2 separate regions of the Capra hircus genome follow, and region 2 is linked to region 1. Evidence: chromatin contacts called from public Hi-C data. All regions are on one chromosome and are shown on one strand. The core of a region is the stretch at or near the end of the contact, and the rest is flanking DNA. Distances in the headings are between cores, read along the strand shown. Region 1 overlaps YME1L1 (ATP-dependent zinc metalloprotease YME1L1). Region 2 overlaps PDSS1 (decaprenyl-diphosphate synthase subunit 1).

Region 1 (7,103 bases), core at 2,334-4,833:
TATACCCCCAATACTATCCTGAAAGTTAGTAGTTTTTGACCAGCAATAATCTGAGTATTTACAATTTTTAATGTATAGTTTTGATAAACAGTGTATGTTTAACTTTGTACAATCCCCAGTTCTGACAATAAAAAGGTTTTTTTTTTTTTTTTGCTGTTTTTATTCTAAAAAGCACTGCTGATTTTCAGCTTTTATCTTTTTTTAGGTTACAGTGCCTCTGAGTCATCTCATCAATGCCTTCCATTCACCGAAAAAGACACCCGTTTCTGTCAGTGCATCCATTTCTCAAAACCAGCATCGAGATGTAGTGTCTGAGCATGAGGCCCCCACCAATGAGGTAAGAGTTTTTACCCTGGATGTGTGAGAAAGCTTTTTTGGTTCAGTACATTGTAAACATGCCTGAAATAACTTTCTATGTTTAGGCATTTGTAGCAGGGTGATTTCTGTCTTCAGCTTAATCTCTGTTGTAGGATTAAGGACATCTAATTCTGGCTTTGTTGTATGTGTAGAATATTACTTTGTCCTATTTTTAACATTTATCTTATAAAAAATTTTGGGTGGCAGTGTATTTGTATTCACTTCCTATGTTACTGCTTGTGTGATACCGTTTAAGTATTCTTTAGTATTGCTTCAGCGGTAGCAGGGATCCCACAGTTAACTCCACAACTGCCCCACAAGTCTCAGGGAAGATAGAAGAGCAAGAAGTTATTATATGCTGCCTTATAGAAGCTTTCAGGGCAGTTGAACAGTTGAAACACAGATACCTGAAAATGGAATGTATTAGCTATGAAACTGTGCTTTGAGTATTCAGAGAATTATAAAATCATCGTGGTCTGGTATATAGCAAATTGCCAATCTAGTAACTTGTGTTTACAAAACTTGTTACCAAGATAGTTGCTTATAGCTCAGAATACATTTTTCATAGTAAACACTATAATATGTGGCTAAGATTCACAGAAGCCTCTTTAGCCTATAAATGGCTTATATCCTTAGTCCTCATTTGAGGGACTGTGGCGGAGAACAGTATATGTTGTTCATTTGCTAAGTCGTGTCCAACTCTATGCAAACTGATGAACTGCAGCAAGCCAGACGTCTCCGTCCATCACTGTCTCCCTGAGTTTGCTCAGACTCATGTCCATTGAGTCAGTGATGCCATCCAACCACCTCATCCTCTGTTGCCCCCTTCTCTCACCCTCTATTTTTCCTAGCATCAGGGTCTTTTCCAGTGAGCCAATTCTTTGCATCGGGTGGCCAAAGTATTGGAGCTTCAGCTTCAGCATCAATCCTTCCAATGAATACTCAGGATTGATTTCCTTTAGGATTGACTAGTTTGATCTCCTTGCTGTCCAAGGAACTCTCAAGAGGTCTTCTCCAGCACCACAGTTTGAAAGCATCAATTATTCAGTGCTCAGCCTTCATTATGGTCCAACTCTCAAATCCATACATGACTACCGGAAAAACCATCGCTTTGACTAGACGGATCTTTGTCGGCAAAGTGATGTCTCTGCTTCTCCTAACACTGTCTAGGTTTGACATAGCTATTCTTCCAAGGAGCAAGCGTCTTTTAATTTTGTGGCTGCAGTCACCATCTGCATTGATTTTGGAGCTCAAGAAAGTGAAATCTGACACTATTTCCATATTTGCTTTTGGTGGGAGTGGGATGAGGGGATGGTTGTGAGCTAAGTCTTGAAATACAGTTTTATGTAGGAGAAAAATTTGTCTTTATGTTTTCCTTTTATACTAGCGTCTTTCTATAGGTGGTCCATTGTTTTTTGACACCCTTCTCAGTTATAGTCTAAGAGAGCTTTCCTAATGCTATGACTGCATGTGTCACAATTGCTACATGCAGCACTGTTATATTCATTTCAGAAATTTTGGAAAATATTATGTAAGTGGGAGAAATTAATCTATGATCCTGCTTCTCCTTTTCTCCCTTGTACTTTTATATTTTATAATTGTTGGATCATCTGTGTATGCAGATTAAGATTTTTCCTTCATCATTTAATAGTCTTATGAACTTGTTATACCATACATTAGTTTTTATGACTTCAGACTGTTCATTTTATGGTCTGTTGTTGGGTACTATTTCCAATTTTTTCTGCTATAAACAACACTACTTGTACTTTCCATGGTATGAAATACTTGACTGTTTCATTAAGTGAAATGGCTAGATCAGTGGTCAGGTATATTTTAGCTTAAATAGTAACTAAATTCTAGAAGCCAAAGTTGAGCTTAAGACTGATGGGTTTCAGATACAGAATTGGTGTCTGATCCTCTGGTTTACCCTCATTAGTCCTGTGGTTTATCACTGATTACTGCTTGCTATTTTTTCACAAACATTTCCATTTTTCTTAAGCATCATTCCTCATCTCTGCTCTCACCTCCTTTGTTCCTCGATGCCTTTGCTTTCATCAAGTCTTACTCATCCAAACATCCTCTTCACAATACAAGCAAAAAAACTTTCTTTTTAACTTCCTTCCAAGCTGTCTGACTTCTGTGCCTTTTGCTTTCAGACTTAAGAAAAAAGTAGTATTCTGAACTTGATTGTTGCTTTTATTTATACCATCTCCCATTGTAGTTTGGCTACTACTTTTACCATTTTATAGGCTTGGTGTATTTTGTTGATTTCCTTAGCAGTAAATACAGGCATTTTTAAAAATCTGCAACTTTTTCAACTTTTCCTTAAGAATATCCACTCTTTTCAAAGTACTCAGAAATTGAGTGATACTGCATTGATTCCCCCCCCCCCCTTTCTGTTTTGCTGGACTTCTTTTTATTGCCAGCCTTTTAAATAGTGGATGCATTTACCTGTAATCTAACTTTCATTCTTCACAGTCTCCCAGATTATCTATCTTAATGTTTATGTGTTCCTATATGCTGATAACTCCCAATCTACCTTCAGCTCTATAAAGCATCTCTAAAGTTTTAGAATAGTCATCTGGTGACTTATTAAAATACCCTCTGGACAGACTTCAAGGACCTCAAAATAAAGATGTCTAAAACTGAACTACTTCTTCAGATTCCAGTGTATTTGATCTTAACAGTGGTTTTAGCACCTCTTTGTCAGTCTGGGTCCAACCAAGGGAAAGAGACCACATAGTCATTTGAACAGTGCAAGTTTAATATACAGAATAAATATTTTTAGTTGAATATTTTAAAAATATTGGTCTTACAGGGGATTGGCATAACTAGGGTTTGGCTAGTAATAAGTAAGGAGAACTCGAAATATACAGGACTTGCAGATTCAAGGAGCAGCTAATACTCCCAGGATTGAGCTACCCACGAAGACTTCTCCACCCTTGGGCTGAGGTTCTGAGGTTGTTGGAGAGGGTATGGCCTTGGCTCACTAAATGGCATAGAAGTCGCTGGTGCTGTACAAGCTGAACCTGATGGAAATCTGCCACCTGGGTACCAGGAGAAGCTGTTTGTGGGAAAGCTGCCAAGTACTGTTGGCAACTGTGCACACAGGAGCCAGGCTTCAGAGAAGCTGCAGGAGCCAGATGCTGGAGAAACCATGGGTATTGCACCCAGGAGCCTGTTGAGTGACCATAATACATGGTGTGAACCAGGAATAGAAACTCCTCCTACGAAGTCTCTCCAGTGCCCTCTACTGACAACTTAATGTCCTAGCCAACAAAGGAAGACTATTTAAAGGGACCCAGATACATGATTGTGGAGCCAGAGAAAGGACCAAGAGGAGCTGAGAGACAGCAGACCAATAACCAGCACATCCGTCCAGAACCCCCCTCCCTCATAATCCTGTACTTCACTGGTTTTTTCAAATGTCTGTTGTCTGCCACTTGGTATCTGCATCCCTCTTAGGGCTCAGTTCAGGTTCATGCCTTTTTTCTCTTATTGTATCAGCCTTCTTTTCTCCAGCTTATCATCTTTATATTCTGTCTTCTTCCTCTAAAACAAAACTAATGATATTAGGTATAGAATTAAATTCAAACACAGCTCCTCACAATTTGGCCATAGCCCTTCTTTCTAGTGCTTTCTTCAGTCACTGAACTTGACTGCATCTCAAACATTCCAGGCCCTCTGATGACTTTTTGTTTGTCCTCTTCCCCGAGGTTTCTTCCCTGAAGTTTCCCCATCATTTGTGAATTGTTAATTCTGGGAAACCTTATCTGACTTAGGAAATTGGTTGTTCTGTGTTCTGTTACCACTTAAAATAAAAACCTCTATAAGAGCAGTTACCATATAGTATGGTAATTATCATACTTATATGTACTTTATTTCTCTTTGTGTTCCTAGGACCTGATACCCAATAAGTAAGGTGAATAATCTTCTTAGTTAAAAATCTGCATTTCTTTTTGTATTATAAATAGACTTTTTGGTTTCCCTAATTTAGAAGATAAAATATCTTTATAGCTTTTAAATATTGTAGTCCTTCTGGTTCTATTATAATAATGTGCCTTATATTGTACAGTTTTTATTACCTTAAAAAGCACTTATTAAATATTTCATTCTGACTTTAACTGTCTTACTGTATATATTAGGCTATGTAGATGGCCAAGGCATGATCTCATCCATTGATCCATACTATTTTGGCAACCCACTCCAGTACTCTTGCCTGGAAAATCCCATGGACCGAGGAGCCTGGTAGGCTACAGTCCATGGGGTCGCAAAGAGTCGGACCTGACTGAGCGACTTCACTTTTAACCGTCTTACTGTATATATTAGGCTATGTAGATGGCCAAGACATGATCTTATCCATTGATCCATACTATCCTGTTGGGAAATAATCAGGATATATTTTATAATCATTTTCCTAATGAGGAAACGAATTCTAAGAATGTGAAGGACTGGTTACAAAGCTTTTAATTGACTAGCACCTGAACATCAATCCAGAGCTATGTAATCCAAGGATCTGACTACATCAGTCATAAGAAGTTGATATTTTACTTGTTTTGTTTAGTTTTACTTCTCTTACTTGAAGTTTTAGCTGTTGGGACTTTAAATTGTTACTTGTCCTTAGTGGCTCCCTGTCTGCTCATTTGAACAAGAAAATAGCTCACTCCTATTTAATTTCTAGTTATTTCAGAACTGTTTTAAGGTGAAAGTATTGTCTTGACTGGTTTCCACACATCTTTTGCTTTGTTCAATGTCTCTCCTTACTAGGAGTTAGATATGGGTAATTTACAGAACCTTTTGGTTCAAATAAGAATCTCAGCATATGTTTATTGAATGGGCTTTTGTTTATGGTCATTAAAGCTCCATGGACTGCTAATACTATTGGGAGTATGATTTTTTTATTTTAAAGCTTTGTCAAATCTCACATGGTTGACCTCAGTAAAGCTAGAACTAGAAAAATATGCATACCAATTTATTTTTTAAATATTTGAAGGAAAAGAGAATCAATACATTTGTTAGATTTTAAAAATTCACATTATTTTAGTTAATAAGTACTCTTTAAGTTAAATAGCTTGATGTGATTATGCTTACCTGAGCTAAACAACAAGGACCTACTATGTAATTTTTGTAGTAACTTATGGTAGAAAATTATATATATATGTAATTCTATATAATAGAAAATTATATATATGTGTGTGTGTGTGTGTGTATATATATATATATATATATATATATATATATATATATATGGCTTCCCAGGTGGTGCTAGTGGTAAGGACTCCCCCTGCCAATGTAGGAGATGTAGCTGATGCGGGTTTGATCTCTGTGTCAGGAAGAGCCCCAGAGAAGGAAATGTCAACCCACTCTAGTATTCTTGCCTGGGAAGTCCCATGGGGTGATAGTCAGACACAACTGAGCACACACACTTCACATATGTGTGTGTTTATGTGTATATATAACACATGAGTGTGTATATATATAACTGAAAAGACATGGGTTTGATCCCTGGGTCAGAAAGGTCCCCTGGAGAAGGAAATGGCAATCCACTCCTATACTCTGGCCTGGAACGTCCCATGGACAGAGGAGCCTAGTAGGCTACAGTTGATGGGGTCACAAAAGTGGGACATGACTTAGCGATTAAACAACAACGGAAACATTGTAAATCAACTATATGTCAATAAAAAGTTAAAAAATAATAATGCTTACATGGTTGACTCAATCTTTTACAGCCTGTACTTAACTTAAGGGACCTAGGATTATCTGAATTAAAAGTTGGACAGATTGATCAACTGGTAGACAGTCTACTTCCTGGATTTTATAAGGACAAAAATGTTTCTTCCCATTGGCATACATCTCATGTATCTGCACAGTCCTTCTTTGAAAATAAATATGGTAAGATAATATAGTTTATGTTTCAATGAAAGTAAGCCATTTTAGTACTGTTGATAATTTAATAGATAACAAGGTTAGGGGGTTTCCCTGGTGGCTCAGATGGTAAAGAATCCACTTGCAGTGTGGGTGTGATCCGTGGGTCAGGAAGATCCCCTGGAGAAGGGAATGGCAACCCACTCCAGTATTCTTGCCTAGAGAATTCCATGGACAGGAGCCTGGAGGGCTACAGTCTGTGGAGTTGCAAAGAATCGGACATGACTGAGCCACTTAGACTTTCATGTTACTTATTAACATACTTCTGGTTTCCAATGTTTCATCACATTGTAGACTAGGTTTGAAATTGTCTCTTGCAAATAACTTGTTTTGGTTTTTCTAATATTTGGTAAAATCATTTGTTGTATTTCATGATTTGATTGTTTGACAATTAGAAAGTTTAGTTTTTACAATTTCTTTCCAGGTTGCCTAGATATGTTTAGTACTTTACGTTCCTCTTGCTTGTACAGACAACATTCAAGAACTCTTAAAAGAATTTGTTCAGATCTTCAGTACTGGCCAGGTATGAAGCAACAAATTATATTTATTTTGAAAAATATAGATTTGTTTAATATATTCTGATTTGTCTTTCTTAGTGATATTAATGATTAGAAACAGTCATTTGTAGCTCACAGTAGAATCTGCAGAATATTTGGAAATAACTAGTGTCAAAGTTTTGGTTCTTAGTAGACATTTTCCTTGTGAAAATTTAAAATGAAAACTGAATGTGATACTGTTTCATTCAGTTTTCATACAGTCTCGGGGTTTTAAAACGTTGAAATCAAGGACACGACGTCTGCAGTCCACCTCTGAAAGATTAG
Region 2 (6,228 bases), core at 119-2,618, 190 kb before region 1:
CTGATATTCCAGTGTGTGTGTGTGTGTGTGTGTGTGTACACACACACACCTTCTTAAGCCAGTTTTCTATTGCTGGGCGCTTGGGTTGCTTCCGTGTCTTGGCTGTGTAAGACTGCTGCCATGCACACTGGGGTGTGTGTTGCAGACGTGGCGCTAGGCTGTGGTGTGGAATGGGCTGTGCTGGGGGCCTGGGCACCGTGGCTGTGGTGTAGAGTGGGCTGTGGCCTGGGACCTGGGCTGCCTCCGTGGCCGGCCTCTCCCAGAACCTGTTGGCCCAGATCCAGCTCCAAGCAGGGGTGTGGGGTGGGCAAACCAGAGCTGTCGGCCGGGGAGTGAACCGCAGTGTGCTCCTCCCCAAGCCCCATGGTTAACATGGTTGCCTGTTTTCCCACAGCCACGCTAACCAAATGTAGCCTTAGACTTGAGTGTTTGACAATCTGACAGATGAGAAATGGTGTTACAATGAGAGTTTTAGTTTACATCTCTCTTTTCTTGGTGAAGTAGAACTCCTTTTAAGAGGCTGAAGGGCTATTTTCAGTTCTTTAATTTTTGTGAATTGTATATTCATGTCTTTTGCCCATTTTCTTGATGGGTGGTTGGTCTTTTTTCCTTATCAGTTTTAAAGAGTTCTTTATATATTAAGAATATTAGCCCTTTATCTGTGATTTTATGTTGAAAAAGTTTTCTCCCAGTGTTTTCCATTGGTTTCTGACAACCACCTATTTTGGTATTTTTTCAGTATAATGGTGGAGCTCCAATAATCTCCATTATTTTTAATAAATAAGAGCACAGTACGTATATTAACTCTCATAGTGATGTAAACACACCCTTTAAAGACAGAGATGCTCAATAGATGTCAAGGGCTGTGCCCTTGTCGATGTGATCTTTCTGATGGTTTTGAGGAAAGGTGTAGAAGAGTCTCCTGAGAGGTGTGGTCCTTACCCCCCACCCTCGACTCGTGCGTCCCATGGCCTGGCTGTGGACCTGCTTCAAACAGAACAGTTACCTGAGCTCCGCTCTACCCTCCCCAGGACTCAGATGGGGGGCATCTCTCTGAGGCTGAGACGAGATGCGTGCACGTCAGCCTGCCTCCTTTCTGGTTTGTGTTGGTCCCTTTTGACTTTCCTGGTCAGACAGGCCTCACGGGGCAGGGGCAGCGGGGGAGAGGTGCTCTTCATGTCGTCGTGGGGAAATCTGAGCAGCAGTGTCCCTTTATTGCCTGGCTTTGGGGGGGCGGCGAGGCGGACTCGGGGCTCTCTGCTTCCTGAGCGCCATGACCGGCCTCTCTACTTTGAGGCCCATTAAAGGTCCCGCGTGATCGGGACCAGTCTCTGAGGCAGACTGCCCGGGTTCGGTCCTGATTTCGCCATCTCCTCATCCTGTGACACCTGGTCCCCGCTGTGTCTCGGCGCCGGCCTCCTCAGTGAGTGGCAACGTGAGAAATCTCAGGATAGCGCCCGGCAGAGTGCTCGGTGGCTGCTGGCTTTTACCGTCACCAGCCCCAGAAGAGGCATCTGTGGGCTGCTGTGAGATCTAGGGTGGTGCACAGTGCATATCGTGTGCACTCCAGACATTGTCATCCACTGAGTTCAGAAATAGAATGGCGTTTTTAAAAATCTTCAACTTCTCAGGAAGGAAGTTTGTATTTCTGTGCTGCTTTGCGCATAGGAAGTCGCATCGCCCTCTACAGAACTGCTTTACGAGTCATTTCTGTCGAGAAAGGGGATGTCTGTCTTCTGGGCTCAGCGTGTCCCAGGCTGCCCGAGCCTGGCTACGCACTTGTTCTCTCAGCCAGGTGATGCATTTTTTGACTTCTTTCACAGCAGCAGACTGGGACACTCCCCGGCTCCTGTAGGCACAGCAGTCGGGGAGGAGGGCTGCTCACAGTCTCGGCAGATGCTCGGGGTTACAGCTAGACGCCTGCGGTGTGCAGAGAGCATGGGTGGCGTCTCGTGTCCTCCTTCCAGCCTCTGCTGTAGGTACTTGTGAGCCTTGGTTTTACAGACGAGGAAACTGAAGCACAGACAGGATCACGAAGGTCACGTGCTAACTGAGGGGCAGAAGCACAGCCCCCCAGGCTCACCGTGGCGCCCACCTGCCTGTGCCCAGCAGGGTCCCCCATGTCCCCAGAGGCCGATGAAGGTGTGGGCTGAGGTCAGACAGGAGGCCCGGAAGAGCTCTGTCTGGCTCTCGGGGCCAGTCCAGGCCCTCTCTCCCCTGGAGGAGTGTTCTCCCCCACCCCACCCCCATCCTCTGAAGTGTGGCCAGGCCTGCTTTGCATGCTTAGCAGAGCAGCGGGAAAAGTGCTGAGTGACCAGCGCCAGCCAGGCTTTTCGAGTTTTACAGAAGACTTAGAAGTCCTATTCCCTCACTGAACGGGGGAAAAAGCGTTTATACAGTTACCTGACTTCTTGTGAGAGAAACAGGGAAACAGTAGGACCGGGGACAGTCCTTAGGTAACGGAAGAACCATACCTGTGTCTGAAGCATGAGGCTTGAGGCTGTTAACAGACACCAAGAAAAAACAGCTTTTCAGAATCAAGTGAAATCACCAAAAATGATTATAAGGACTACAAATAGGGAAATGAAGTATGACCGCATCCTGTGTGTGATTAGATCAGATCTCTACTTATAAAGCAAGGGCAAGTCAGTAGAAAAATAAAAATGCCAACAGTTGGGCGAGGGTTGCAGGCGCTGGAAGACAGCATCTCAGACACTGCAGTCTGTTTGGTGTGCACGGCAGAGAGACTGACTAGCAGGACTGGTCTTTTTTTTTTTTTCTTTCAAAATTCGCTGAGTTGTGTCCAACTCTGCGACCCCATGGACTGTCCATGGAATTTTCCAGACCAGAATACTGGAGTGGGTAGCCTTTCCCTTCTCCAGGGGATCTTCCCATCCCAGGGATCGAACCCAGATCTCCCGCATTGCAGAACTGGTCTAGTCCTATCTCTTTTTTCCCTAAGCGGTGGGAAAGATGGCCTGTCTAGTGAAAGGAGGTGGGAAAGGCGAGTCTTCTTGAAATTTAAGAAAACAGTCTGAGACTGAAGTCCTTTATTCCACAGGTCAGACACACAGGTACCCTGTCTGTGATTGGTCTCCTGAGAACAGTCTCTCCTGGCTGCACACCCAGCTCATGGCCCCTTTCCTGAGGAGGAGGAGGTGCGAATCCCCATGGGGCCGCCCCCCTGCCTCTGCCCTCCAGCAGCTTACCTTGGGATCCTCTGTTTCAGGTCTCTGTCCTGGGATGCCCTGACCCAGCAGTGCATGAGATTGCCTTTGAGTACGGGAAGAACGTGGGCATCGCTTTTCAGGTTGGTCTACTGCTCTGGAGGGGTGCGGTCCAGCGGGCAGGGCGGTGGGGACACCGGTGTGGCGGGGCTGTGACAGCCCTTTGTTCTCCAGCTGATAGACGACGTCCTGGACTTCACCTCGTGTTCTGACCAGATGGGCAAACCGACCTCAGCCGACCTGAAGCTCGGGTTAGCCACTGGCCCTGTCTTATTTGCTTGTCAGCAGGTAGGTTTTATGCACTTCCCTGGGACACACTTCCGGGAGGCCCTGTGGGACTGGTACCTGCCAGGCACAGCTGATGGGAAGGTTAGATGAAGTGGGAGCGTTTCTAATAGACCAGAGTTCTAGATGTGATCCCAAGTATAGGACTGAAGCATCCAAGCCAGTCATTCTTGCCTCTGAACTCTGGTTCCTTGCCTGTAACATGGAGAAGATTATAAGCTTCCTTCCAGGGCCACTGTAAGGGTTACCTGAGACGACATTCATGGAGATACTGTGTGCATTAAGTGCCTTGTGCATTTAAGGAGGCGCTGCGATCACTTCTGTGTTCTTGGGCACTGACAGGGTGGGTCGTTTCCACATCTCCATTATAGGGCTGGACTTCGTATATCAGAGCCCCTTAAACAGGCACAGGGAGGCCCCCAGCAGGAGTAATTTTCCGGTTCTAGAAATTTAACGGGACTGTTGGCTGCTCTTAGTGAGCCTCTGCCATTGCCTCAAAAATGTCAAGAGCAGAGGGATGCACTGGGACCACAGTTTCTTCTTTGTCCAGACTGAGGGGCTGTCCATTAAGCAAGGAAGTAAAGCTACCATCATCTTCCCCTTAATATGCATGGAAAACTGGAAGCTTTGAAGCCTCGGTGACTCGCAGGGCGGACCCTTCCAGATCCTGCTCTGGTCCCTGGCCACGCTGCTTCTGGCTTGCCAAATGCTCTTTGAAAGAAGTAGGACATTAAGCTGGTATTTGGACTTCTTTCTAATAGTTTTTCATCTTCGTATTTAATTCATTATTTAGCAAAGCTAAATGTTCATCACCAGGCTGTGAAATTTAGAATTAGCTCTTTGGTCCAGAATGTTGTAACTTGTATCTTCAGCAGACGCTGAAAATTTTGCCTCCATTTCTCTCAGAATTTACAAAGATAAATCATGTTTACCATAGACCTCAATGGTTCCATTTTTTTTTTTCCCTTATGGTCAGATTTTTGCAAATTGGATCCATTTTGATATTCCAAAAACCAGTGACCTTGCTTTTGCTCAGTTTCTGGTGTAAGAAAACAGAGTCTTATCTTGTAGCCATAAACAGGGTGATACTCAGAGAAGGCGGGTACCTGGGGGCAGCAGGGGACGGAAGAGCGAGGCTGGGGACAGAGGTGCTGGGGACAGGCTCTGGGTGGCCTCTCGGGATGCTGAGGCAGAGGTGAGAAGTGTGAGGTCTGCTAGGAGTGGCTCCTTTCTTCTGACTTGCCCAGCCAGAAGTCAGAGCGACACATTCTGACAAAAATCTGTCAAATTACCTTGTGTGCATTAAAGCGTGAGTGACGGACTTATTTTTTTAACCATGAGCTCACAAAAAAGCAGAGGATTCACGAGCCACGTCCATGTAAGGCCTCTGATTAGAAAGAGGTGGCACTGGCTGCAGACCCGAGGCTCCTTCCTGGGCCCTGGTGAGGAAAACGAGGGTGAGGAGCCACAAGCTGGGCCTGGCACTCTGAGCTGCTGCCCCCAGTCCCCGGGTTAACAGGATGCCTGGGGAACGCGTGTCTCCCTGAAGAAGCCTGCAGTCTGCTGAAAGCCTCAGAGGGCTGTGCTGTGAGAAGTCTGCCCAAGTCTATGTAACTGTCCTGAGCCCCTGGGACTCAAGTAAACAGTAGGGTCCCACTTCAGCCTTAGGATGGAGAATGTTTGCCTCTTCTGATTGTGTTTGACCATGAATGTATTTCAGAAGAAACACATTTACTCAAAGGAGTATCACTAATTCTGCCTGCAGATATGGAGGGGGTGACGTCGGAGGGCAGTGGACCACTCCCACAGGTTGACTTGTCAGTTGTCTACAAAAGATTAAGAAGTGATGGTTTTTTTAAAAAAGGAAAAGGGACAAACAAAAGCATGCAGTGTACGAAAGCACAGTTCTGTCTCACTGGCACACCCAGCATTGCGAGGCACACACTCACCCTCACTGGCCAGGCTTCTCCCACCCGCCCAGAAAAGGAGTTAAAAGGCACGGCCTTTGGAGTGAGGCCGAGCAGGATGACGCTCCAGACAGGACTTGTTTCCTAAGCAGACTGATTGTTCTGTCTTGTGGTGCACGGGCTTACGGTTAGTAGTTCTTTTCAAATAAAACATCACGTCTAGGTTCTACTAGTTCCCACTGTCAAAAATTAAGATTCTTGGTCAGAAATTTGTCAAGGTTTGTGGGGCTAAAAATGACTTGGGATAAAACAAGTTCTATAACATGAGACTGTGCAGTATCTCCACTGAAGGCAAACGCATTGCTCTTAACCTCTGATCTCACAGCTCCTCTGTGGGGAGGTAGTATGTCCCTTCTACAAATAAGAAAGTGATGCTCAAACTTGGCCAGAATGAAACCTCGGGTAAATGGTACAGCAGGTGGTTAAACACTTTGCATGCTCTTAGACCAGTGTCGTGTCCCCACATGCTCAGTATTACTGCTGCTGCCTGTGGGGATTAGTGCTGGTATCCAGAGGGCCCGTCTGAGTCCCCAGAGGCCACCCAGAGCAGGGAACTGGCTTCTCCCATGCTGGAAAGGCTCTGAAGACACTCAGGAGTCTGTGTCAGCCTTCGCTGTTTGCCCATTTAGTGAAGTAATTCCAAGATGCATGTCGTCTTTTTCCATAGGTAGGTGTGTTTTGTTTGTTTGCAGATTAATTATTCTTTGAATTTTTCCACTTAAGAACATTGTTTCATTGCACCAGGACAA

The links. Hi-C and Micro-C count contacts between places; a contact is called where the count stands out from the background.
Region 2: a Hi-C map of liver shows a contact between it and region 1, with 2.3 times the contacts expected there. The contact joins two enhancer-like sites. A contact is called at or near these places in 2 of 5 Hi-C or Micro-C datasets (blood and liver).

Annotation. Positions count from the first base shown.
Region 1 is chr13:17,052,636-17,059,738 of ARS1.2, reverse strand. It overlaps YME1L1 (ATP-dependent zinc metalloprotease YME1L1), which reads left to right. Exons shown (of 19, transcript XM_005687859.3): 2 at 206-337; 3 at 6,087-6,249; 4 at 6,707-6,805; 5 at 7,029-7,103. Among named protein-coding and RNA genes, the nearest start is that of YME1L1, 11 kb to the left of the region's middle. Within about 2 kb of position 3,583, at least 1 of the 5 cell types and tissues checked has an H3K27ac peak or open chromatin away from gene starts, as enhancers often do.
Region 2 is chr13:17,241,226-17,247,453 of ARS1.2, reverse strand. PDSS1 (decaprenyl-diphosphate synthase subunit 1) reads left to right here. Exons shown (of 11, transcript XM_018057041.1): 8 at 3,230-3,310; 9 at 3,402-3,515. Among named protein-coding and RNA genes, the nearest start is that of PDSS1, 30 kb to the left of the region's middle. Within about 2 kb of position 1,368, at least 1 of the 5 cell types and tissues checked has an H3K27ac peak or open chromatin away from gene starts, as enhancers often do.